2 separate regions of the Gossypium hirsutum genome follow, and region 1 is linked to region 2. The links are chromatin contacts, called in public Hi-C maps. All regions are on one chromosome and are shown on one strand. Each heading gives the region's core, a stretch centred on a gene start, on an enhancer-like site or on the middle of the called end of the contact. The rest is flanking DNA. Distances are from core to core; before and after follow the strand shown.

The links. Hi-C and Micro-C count contacts between places; a contact is called where the count stands out from the background.
Region 1: a contact with region 2 is called in a Hi-C map of leaf, with 2.5 times the contacts expected there. The contact joins the promoter of LOC107916054 here to the promoter of LOC107916047 in region 2. A contact is called at or near these places in 15 of 34 Hi-C or Micro-C datasets (anther, callus, cotyledon and 3 more).

The regions. Positions count from the first base shown.
Region 1 is chrD10:49,199,413-49,205,306 of Gossypium_hirsutum_v2.1, reverse strand. It overlaps LOC107916054 (zinc finger CCCH domain-containing protein 34), which reads left to right and starts at 4,026. Exons shown (of 8, transcript XM_016845221.2): 1 at 4,026-4,247.
Region 2 is chrD10:49,055,408-49,061,140 of Gossypium_hirsutum_v2.1, reverse strand. It overlaps LOC107916047 (GTP-binding protein OBGC, chloroplastic), which reads right to left and starts at 4,066. Exons shown (of 7, transcript XM_016845215.2): 1 at 3,354-4,066; 2 at 2,997-3,351; 3 at 1,709-1,982; 4 at 1,235-1,526; 5 at 933-1,092. The coding sequence starts at 4,035.

The DNA.
Region 1 (5,894 bases), core at 2,777-5,276, 140 kb before region 2:
AGAACGATTTTTATGAATAGTAATCCCTTTATTGAATGTTAAAGGATAATCGCCATTAAATAAATATGCTACATAAATTAAGTTCCTCTTAAAATGATGTACATAAAACAAATCCTTTAAAACATTCCTAAAATTATCAAAATGTAAAATAACTTCTCCCACTGTTTCGGCTGAAACATAACTCCAATCTTTGGTTCATAACGAGAGGCTCTTGTCACGCAGACTTCTCGTTTTTCTGAACCCCTGTAAAGAAATACACACATTTTTAGTGACTCTAGAACCAATAACTTAGTTGTCAATTGATTCTTCCACTAAGCAAGCTTCAACCACAAAGAGTTACATACATTTTCCCTTTTCGGTTAGGTAATCCTTACACTTCTTGCAATTTTATCTGAAGTGACATTTCCTATTGTAAAAGAAACATTTGATATTTTTAGGATCTTTTGACTAGTTAATCTTCTTCTTATCCATATGAGGTGGAATCAAAGACTTAGTCGGTTTCTTCTTTCCCTTAGCTTTCTGCTTCCCTTTAGAGGACGAAGGGCCCATATCTAAGTTCACCTCAAGTTTCTCCTAAACCGGCTTACCACCATCCCACATCAACTCATAGGATTGTAATTCTTTCATAAGCTAAGTCAAAGTAAGCACCTTATTCCCCAAGTTATCCCGATTCTTTCAAGTCGGCTAGTAGTAGTAGCCATATTAATGTACCAGATTGCGAGATTTATTTGACATTTGTAAACCCCCGATCAACTTCAAGATGAATGCGTGCGCGAATTTTTCCTTTTCAACATCACTCGTAGAAACCTCGATAGTTTGAAAGTTGTCCTCCAACCATCTCATCTCGATCCAGCTACCCCTAAACTTGTTCGACACCTCCCCTAGTTGTTGCTCACATGTTGCACTCCAATCAGCACTAATAACTGGCACCGTAACGATGTCCCCATCGACCGGTAGACCGAGTTGTAAACTAACGTCCTCGAGTGTAATTGTACAGTCGTTGCAGGAAAGATGGAATGTGTGTCTCTGGTTTTCATCTTTCGACCAAAGAATTGATAAGTGGGGGATCCAATTTAGTCCCCTCGAACATATGAGCCACGTATAAAAATCTTGCATCTTGCAAGTGTCCATGAATGGCATCCGATGCACATTCGCTTAAATTGTTTATATGTCTCCAAAATCCGATCTTTGGGCTGAGTATATAAATATAAAAAATTAATAACCTAAAAAATATAATAATTAAATATTTAATAATTTAATAAATTTTCTTACCATTTGTAATTGAACATCTGAAATATGTTTATCATCCAAACGAATAAGTTGATTTGCCATTTAATAATTGTAACAAATAAGATAAAATCGAAGAGAATAAAATTAAAAAAAAGAATTAAAAAAATAATTGAGGATTGAAAATTGGAAATTGGAAATTGAGGATTGAAGATTGGGAGTTGAGAATTTAGGAAGAAAAAATGAGTATTAAGTATTTAGTTGAAAAGAATAAAGTTTGGAAGGGTTTATATAGTAAATTTTATGGCTATTGGAGCCCTTGTAGTTGTTGGAAAAGTTACTGTTGTAATAGTTATCGTTGAAAGGAAAACGCGTCCTACAGGGTTCGTTTTGACTGATATGGCAATGAAAACATGTCCTGTAGGATGTATTTTTATTCTCTCTCCCGAAAACGTGCCTTGTAAAACATATTTTCCTTTCTCTCTTCAAAAACAGCATAAATCGATAAATATATTTGAATTCAACCTACTTTCTCAAAAAAAAATTCAACATATTTAATTAAATTAACCCCAAAACCTTTCTTACTCAATTTTAGCATCTCAATTCAAATTCCCATTTGATTTTTATATTTTTATAAATTCATTTAAGCTGGCGGATGGAAAAAAAAAAAAACCTCGCCGACATTTAGTTGATAAGAAACCGTTAGCGAGCAACCGTACCAAATCTTGTAAAGTGTCTACATGTGGCTAAAACTTGTCCAAGTCAAACTATTCTTTTTACTTTTCACCTGCTACCGCTTCCTCCAGTCACTTTCTTCCCCCGTTATTCTCTCTATTCCTCTGTCTCCATCCGGTCATTCTTTCCGGTACTTCCAAGTAATATGCATTAATTCACTATTATCTCATATTTAATACTTAATTAGAATGTTCTCGTATTGGTATAAATTTTAATATATTACTAATTTACAAGCTATAAATTTTAAAATACTTATAGAGTTAGTTGCATTAGAGTTTTCAAATTATAGTACAAATTTTAAATTCGTTCATAAATTTCAGAATATTTTAATTTACTTTTTAAAGTATTAATGTTTATATTTAATAGATCTTTTCATTAATTTAGTTGTGAATTTAAACATTAAATATCAGTATGATTTTGATATAGAGTATATTTAAAACATATAGATACGTATAGATATAAATATGTGTGTTCTTACTGTATAGATAATTTAAATTTGACATATTAAAAAAATAGGTTCTGTCATTAAAATTTAGGAGGACTAGTTTCTTTTTTCTAAAACACATCAAATCTAAGTTGTCGGTAGACAATAGGTATATATATGTTTACAATTTGATTCACATATTTTAAGTATGCTTCACGTAAGATATAAACCTAGTATTTTAGTGATCAAATTAATGGCTAGACTAATGAAATGACATGATTGATACGATAGTAATACTTTAAAGACTCAACCGTAATGTTATGAAGTTTTTAGCCAATGTAGAATGTGAATCATAGGTTGATGATATATGATATAGTTAAATTATACTTATATACTTGTATTTTGTTTATTTTAGATCCCATTTAGGTATAGTTATGCTCTAAATGTCTTTATACTATTCGAATATGTAAAAATATAGTCATTCTATTTTAAATACTAATAATTTAGGTCCTCTAATTTTTTTAGTTTAACAATTGAATCCCATTAGATAACATCATCAAAGAATGTTTATTAAATTAGATTGTATGGCATTAAAACCAAAAAACAATTCTCCATGTCGCCTATTTAAAGTCTCATGGAAATCATGTAAAAAAATCAAACTTTCACTCTACTTATTTGAAACAAATTTGAACAACTTTTCAAATTCACATTCAGAACTAAAAACCTTACAACCTTAAATTTAATATTTTTTTGTTTATTTGACATTCTAAGCATGTAATATTTAGCCATATGAATATTTTTTGATGTCAAGCTACTAGATAATTCAATTTAATGGTAGTCTTTTGATGGGTTTATCATTGAACTTCAATTATTAAATCAAAAGTGTAAAAGGACTAAGTTCTTAGAATTAAAAGTAGAGGAGTTAAATTTCAAATATATAAAGAGTATAGGGACTAAAAGCATAATTAGAGCTCTTATTTAATGTTGCTTGAATTCTTACCTACTACTCATTCACTCATCATCTCCCGGTTCGGTTCTATTCGGACGATGACATGAAAGCGATCATAGCCGTCAATATTTGAGAAGAAAGAAATTTCGGCCGTTGGTTTTGTGAGGTTACATTATAGTTTAGAAGCAACAAGTTTTTCAATTGAAATGACTTTCCCTGGCCGTTTTATTAGCTTCCGATTCTTAACAGCTTAGAAAATTAAGCCCACGCGCCTGTATGGGCGATTGTACCACTCAACACTGATTTTTTTTTCTCTTTTCTGTCTTTAGTTTTACAAATTACTTTTTATCAAAGCCACCAATATTTTGACTAAAAACATCCCTCGAAAAGGCTGAGTTTCCTTTCCCTCTACTTTTCTTTCCAGGATAAGAAATTACTAATTAGGGTCTGTTTGATTCATATAAACTAATTTCTGGAAAAGATTTTCCAAATTTTCTGATTTTGATCAAGGAAAAATAGTTAAGTCACCACAAAAAGTATTCTTGGGCAATACTAAATATAAAAAAATGTTTGAATTTGGGACTGGTTGGAATCGGATATATTATTAATATTCGATTTTGAGTTCGAAGCAATTTTAAAATATAAATTTTTAAAGTTAGGGTTGAGTTAAATCAAGACATGACGGTAAATTATCGAGTCGAGTTGGGGCGAGCAAAAACCGTGGGGCCCACCCGGTTGCCAATTGCCATCACTGCTTTTGCTCACAGGCGATCTCAACAACTTTGCTTTTTCTGAAGATCTGTTATATCTGTGTGCAACTCCCTCATTGTCCTTTCATCGAACCGGATCTCTCACTGGCAGCCACTCTCATCTTCACTCTCTAAATCTCCTCCTTGATCCTTTATTGTTCAGGTAATTCTTTTCACTTCATTTAGAATTTGAGCTGAAATCATGGATTTTGATGTTTTGTGGATGATGGAACTGAATCCTAGAGCTAGAATTTAGTTTGATTTTCTTCTCTTCTTTATCTGGATATTTACTTAGCTTCTTCTGCTTCATTTCCTTTACTACTTCTCTGCAAATTTTATGGTAATTGAGTTGGTTAGAAATTGCCCTAAAAAAATCATGCCTTCTAATTAAAGCCTGAAATGGGTTGCTCACTACACTAACTTCACCTCTGTTTTAGACCTTTGGTAATATTGACTGTAACAACAGATGAACATACTTTGCTTCACTTCTACTAGTTTTCTGAGTTTTGTGTTGATTTCTTTGATTTTGTGTTAGTGAAATCATTCATCCAAAATTACTTGTAGATTTGTGAAGATAAATTAGAAAAACTAAGTGTGTTGCTCACCAATTAAATCAACCCATCATCTTCTTCTTCAACATTATCAATGTGACCTTCACTTTTGTAATACTTTTTCTTCATAAGTATAATGTAAAGGATTGAAGTATCAAGTAATTGAATTTGAAACTTGATAGTCTTAGATCATTTTCAACTAATCATCTCAAAATTATGGACTTGAGTTTGATAGATTTTTTCATTATACACCAATGTGATTAGGTGCCTAGATTTTACCTTCTTTTCGAATATATATATATATAAAGAGACATTACGAATTTTTGTTGTTTACGACAATGTTATAGTCTAACAAGTTTTCAACTCAAGCCATGAATCTATTATTAATTAAATTTATAGATTAAAATTATGAAAGAAAGTATTTAGAAATTTTGTTTTTAATTAACAATTAAATTTGGTATTCTAGATTAATTATGAAAAAAATTAGTTTTTTAGTTATGAAAATATTTTTGTTGCATTTGTTTTACTTAAAACAACTTATAAAAAATGAGTTTAGAAAAATTTATCAAGCAATGGAAAATATTTTGCATAAAACCATTTAAATATCAGAAAAATACCATAGAAAATCAAACAATTTTTTAGAAATCATTTTTTGAAAGTAATTTTCAATGAATCAAACAGACTGAATTGATCAATTCTCTAGTTAAATATAAATATAAAATTTTATGTTAATTATAAAATAATTAGTTAATAATTAATAAAAATATATATTTTAATATATGATTAAGGGCCAATTCTTCATTGCTTAAAAAAAACACTTCTGACTCCAAAAGCACTTTTGAAAGAAAAGCTGTGAAGAACAAGTTGCTTTTAGCTGAAATTTTTAGCTTTTCAGAAGTGCTTTTGAAAAGCACTTTGAAAAGCACTTTGAAAAGCACTTCTGAAAAGGAGAAAGTAAAAATTTTAACTTTTCCTCTCCCAAAAGCACTTTTAGTGCTTAATTACTTTTTCACCCCTCCAATAACATAGTATTTTTCTTTTTTTTTCTTGGTATTTAATTACAATTGTGTTAAAATCATTAATTAAAAATAAAAAAATATTTTTTAAAATACTAATTACAAATATTTAAATATTTAAAATATAGTTTATATATTCTAATTAAATTTTATAAATAATTAATATTTATTGCTTAAAAATATTTACAATTTATATTTTATATATTAAAATATTAACAACAAGTTATAATAATTTTTTTATAT
Region 2 (5,733 bases), core at 2,817-5,316:
ATAATAACAACTGTGGTTGAGAGAACTTGTTTTGGTTGCAGTTTATGATGTCGAAGAAATACATTACATTGTTACCTAGACTTTTTCAAATGAGAAGGATTCATTTCCAACAGAGAAATGCATACGATCGATTTACCTATGGAGAACCGAATGGCTTACATATCAGTTCCTACAGTTTATAGAATGAACATGCACCATTACAAGAAAAGTGAATTACAAATCAAAATCGAATGAATCACTGAGCAGTTGACGAGGCCAAAGGAAACAAGTGGGTTTCAGACTGGATTTGTCTCATTCCGGTGCATACAGAATCTATAGATCCAATCCTTCAAAATTAACTATAGGAAAATGTTTGTCATAAAAGTGAAGTATGCATATTGAGGCCTTGAAATTCAAAATTCATCCTCTGCATTGCCCTAAAGGTTGCTTTCTTGTCCGACTTCTTCAGCATCCTTTCTTCCTTCAGAAACTTAAAAGGGAAAGAACTGGAAAAGAAAGACTAGAGATGAAAGAATATTAACGTCCAAAGTGCTAATTAAGGGCAAAACAGAGGGAATTAACTGAAATCCATGAAAGTTCATTCTAGGTATTGTATTTACCATTACAGTCTAAAGTGCTGGTCGGAACCGATAGTCAATGCTTAAAACGTGTTCAAGACAAAAGCCAAACTTCATTGTATGGAAATACTATCCGGCTAGTTGCATGACTGACGGGTCAAATACAGTTTTAGTGCAGAATGACACTAATTTAGTATCATATGTCCTACAGTTTATAAGATGAAATAAGGCAGAACAGGCTTGGCAAGTACCACTGAAGTGATACGAACATGATAAACTAAGATAGCATGCACCCAGCAGAAAGACATTGATGGCAAGTCAAGAGAAGAAAAAGCGAGCAGTACAAGCAAGCATCAATAAGAGTTATTAACATACCGCCAGTTTGTCATTTGAACAAAGCGTTGCAACCCAGCTCCATTTACGTACCAAGTACTGCAACTACCATCACGAGTTATCTCAAACTCACTAATAGAGGAGCTACGCTGCTTCTGTACCATATCAGCTACATGGTTCAAATCTTTTGGATCTTCAAAACCTAAAGAACAGCTAGACTTGTCAACAATAAATGCAATGGATTCACGATATGGACTAAGATTCACAAAGGACAATAAGAAAATGGCAAGGATGTTGGTGATAAGGAATTTAATTTTAAAGAATTAACTTATAATAAAATTAACCTTCGAATCCCTCATTGGGTTCTTTAGTTTCTTGAAGAAGTTTGTAGGCGGCACTGATAACTTCATGAGTTCCCTCCCTTTTTACAGCACTCATGCAACATGTTTCGATTCCAAGCCCTTCCAACTTTTCCTTAAAAGATGGCCAATTCTCATATGCCTCTGGAAGGTCCATCTTATTGTAGGCAACTATAAATGGCTTTTCAGCAAGTTCTGGGCTAAACATTTCCAGCTCAAGGCGAACTGCATCAAACTCAAACTCTGGTTGCTGTCCAGAGCCATCAACGACATGTACCTATGTAACCAAAAGTGGAAACGGGATCCTGGTCAGCCTATAAAAACATTTCCTTTACCCTAGCATAGCTTAATGGCTAAAGGAGCCAATTTTAAATAAACCATCAGAAGGCATGAGAAGCAATTATAAATTAAGCCTTGAAAAGCATGTTACAGTAGTTGCAGTATATGAGAAGTCCATACCAGTGCTGAACATCTTTCAGTATGCCGTAGAAACTCATGACCTAAGCCAAAACCCCGGTGTGCTCCTTCGAGTAAACCTGGAAGATCGGCAACAACCATGGTAGAATCATAGTCAAATGAAACTACACCCAGATTGGGAAGCAAAGTTGTAAAAGGATAATTTGCTATTTCCGGTTGAGCAGCACTTATCACACTTAGGAGAGTGCTTTTTCCAGCATTAGGAGCACCCACTATACCAACATCTGCAACTAATTTCAGCTCCAATTCCAACCACCTGCTTGAGAATACCAGACAAAAATAAACAAAAAGCCATCATAAGCTAGTAATTGCTCTTAGTTTCATAAGAAAGCATTGTCAAACTACTGTATGACTTCAAAAAGTTGAACCGCTAGTCTATGTTACTCGAAGCCAAGTATGAATATCTGACATAGGTATCATTAGATCTTTCTATGATTTGGAAGATTCTAGAAAATCATATCCCCATAACCATGTGTTGGACACTAGTATTGGACAGGGTACTTCAAGAAAAATGAAAAGTTTAAGTAATACAGCTAGCAGCTATGTTACTCGTACTTAGGTGTGATTGTCGTACCTGACAAAGGTAAGGTAACCTTTTTTCAAAGTTCTTCCATGAATTTAGACAATCTTTGGAGACCATATCTCCATTTCCATGTTTGGGAGGGTACTTTTAACAAAAATAAGAAGTCAGAGCAAACTTCTAGTACACAGTTTATTATCCATAAACATAGCTTCTGAAAGCATGCACCTTAGTGATTGTGGAGACAACCATGACAAAATCAAAATGAAACAGACTTAAATTTCCCTTTTTTTGGTTGCGAAATTGGCTTCTTTGATCCTTCCAATTGTTTGAATGGCAAGGACATATTAAACAGTATAAAACAATCAAAATACAAGCAGTGCAATGAAACCAAAACTATAAGATGCATTGATCATTCAAAAGCATAGTGGTACTTAGTAGGGGAGCTTGACTAGGAACTCAAAGCTTAGCTTGAATTGCTTTTAAAGTTTGAGCTCGATTTGAGATAAAGAAATTGCTTGATTAAACTTGTTTACCTTACAAAAGAGTTCAATTCTCATGCTCGATTGTTCGACTATGAATAGAAATCTATACTGTTACAAAAAAACTCTATTAACTTGCAGGTGGCTCAAGTCAATTCTTAGGATATTCAAATTCGGCAGACAAGATAAATATATATATATCCTAATTTGAAATTTTCTGGGACCAAATCCGAATAACTTAGGAGCGAAAGAGAAAAGGGAAACTCACATTTCAGGACCCTCTTCTCCATTCTCAGCAATCTTAGGCACCTTATTGTTGCCGGACTTAAACGACGCATTCCCTCTGCCACCTCTTCCACCAGGCAACAACAACGCTCTTTGCCCCGGATACAACAGCTCCAGCAACACTTCATCGTTCCCGGCCTCTCTAACCACCGTACCCGGCGCCACTTTCACCACCACATCCTCCCCTTTCCTCCCACACATCATCCTCCCTTGCCCGTGCGCCCCTCTCCCCGCCCTGTAATGCACACAATTCCGAAACGGTAACAGCGAATTCATCGCTCCGTCAACTTCCAAATACACGTTCCCTCCTCTCCCTCCGTCGCCTCCCGACGGTCCCCTAACGGCACGTACTTTTCGCGCCGAAATGCAACCACTCCATTCCCGCCATCCCCTGCTTTCACGTAAATTTTGGCTCGGTCGAAGCATCGCATAACAGCCGGTACCCCTTTCTCCTTCACTTCCAGTCCCAAATCATCAAACTCGTCTTCTGGTAAATTTACGAGCTTGCCATCGGAATCGTAATAATAAACCTCCTCTTCCCCTTCTTCCTCAAAATCCGAACTTCCATCACCATTGTAAAAATCTACGATTTTTCCATCGAAGGTTTCGTCCTGAAAAACCAAACTTTCATTTTCTTCTTCTTGTTGTTCATTATCATCGTCATCGGTGTCTAACATTTCAGCTTCGGCTTCAGAGGAATCATTGTGGAAGGCGAATTTCGCGACATCGGAATCAGAAAGCTTGATTTCATCAGATTCGTCCAAAGAGGGAACTTCGAACTCGAAATTGAAATCTTCCTTGGGAGGAAGGCGAGTGTAAGTGGTGGCTTGGGCACCCAAAGAAGAAGAAGAAGAAGGCGGAGGTGAAGACAAAGAAAGAGACTTGAATTTATTATTAAGTTTTTTGGGTTTGAATTTGGGGTTAGGGTTTCTTTTAGGAGAGGGTTTTTGAGTTCGGGGTCGAGCTTGAGCTTGAGGTTGAGGACGAGAAAAGAAGCTGGCGGATATGGTAATGGAAGCCATTTTTTACTGTACAAGTAAGTTAACGCCTAAATTCCGAGAGGTTTTCAAGAGGGTTTAAGAATTGGATAAGGAACGGCTTATCCGCCACGTGTCCCTGATTTCTCTTTCAATCCCGGGCTTCTGGATTTTGGAGTAAAGGCCCAATTCTTAAGTTCAACCACGTTTTTTGGACTTATTTATTTTCATTCACCAAACTAATATACAAAAATTGCTAATTATTTTTTAAAAGTTTGTGCTTTTAGCATTTTCCATAAATTGTAAAGAAAAAACTTGAATTTAAATATCAGAATTATGATATTCCAATAAAAAAATTCATTATTAATATTTTGATATATAAATTATAGAGCAATTAAAATTAATTATTTATGAAAATTAATTTAAATATATAAACTATATTCTAAACATTAAAATATAATCATTTCAAAATCAAACATTAAAATATTATATATTTGAAATATATTTCAATAATGAATTAATTCTATACCCCATATAAATATTACACAAAATGTATTAGATTATAAATGAAGGCTAAATATATATATATATTGGTCTAGAAATAAACATTTACATTAAAATTAACTTAAAATTTGGTCCTTCAAATGCACAAAAGTTCATTGAAGTAAAATCACCAAGGTTTGAAAACTGCTCCCTGTATGTGCATTGATTTCCTTTGTGATAGATATGCTTGAGTGAGGCTTGCTCGAAATTAAGCATTAGTGATCTGTAATCATAAACCAACACAGCAAGCATCTTATTGTTAGTGTTGATAACATTTACCACAATTTCAGCGTCTACTTTAATTTCCAGCCGATTAATGTTTTCTTGAGAAGCTAGTGTTAGGCCATCTCGAAGAGTCCACAATTTGGCTTCTACACTGGTAATCGATGGTAAGTGTGTATAGGACCCTCTCGCCCATTCACCCTTCCCTGTCCCATTTGACTCCAATCATTTGGGGGTAAAAGCCGTTGTCTCAAGTTCCTTGCCGAATCAAAGAACTCACCTACTTTGGTCACAACTTGTCTAGAGAAATGTTGGGATTTTGGACTAAAACAAAGGAGAAATGAAGCAAAGAGAAACAGATGCCAAAATTATCAAAAAACAAAAAAACTGAATTGCATTATTGATTTTATTAAGTCAAATATATGAGTTACAAAGCAATTACGTAATGTATAACTACTCCCACTAATTACATTGACAAAATACATAGCTTATCTTGCACACAAAGTAAAGCTGACTTATCAGCCAAAACATCACTTGAATATCATTTAAATCAGCAAACTAATCTTAATGATTCAAATTACAAAAAAAAAACTAAGCTAGTTACATATTAAACAAAACATAGCTACTGCACTGGTTGAGCTTCAAAACTTCTCTGTTGTTGCATTGTAGGCCAAAGTTCAATACTCCTCATTGGACTGTATGCAACAAACACCAATATTCCTTCTTAACTTGTCAAACTTTGAAGTACTAAGAGGCTTAGTTAATATATCAGCAAATTGATTTTCAAAGCTGCAATGAATCAAATTAACTTCCTTTGATTGTTCAGCTTCTCTAACAAAATGGTATTTAATCTTAAAGTGCTTTGTTTTTCCATGAAACACTGGGTTTTTTTGCTATGGCAACAACTGACTGATTGTCAACTTTAATTTCAATAGCTTCTTCTTGGCTCTTATTTAGATAACATAAAAGCTTTCTTAG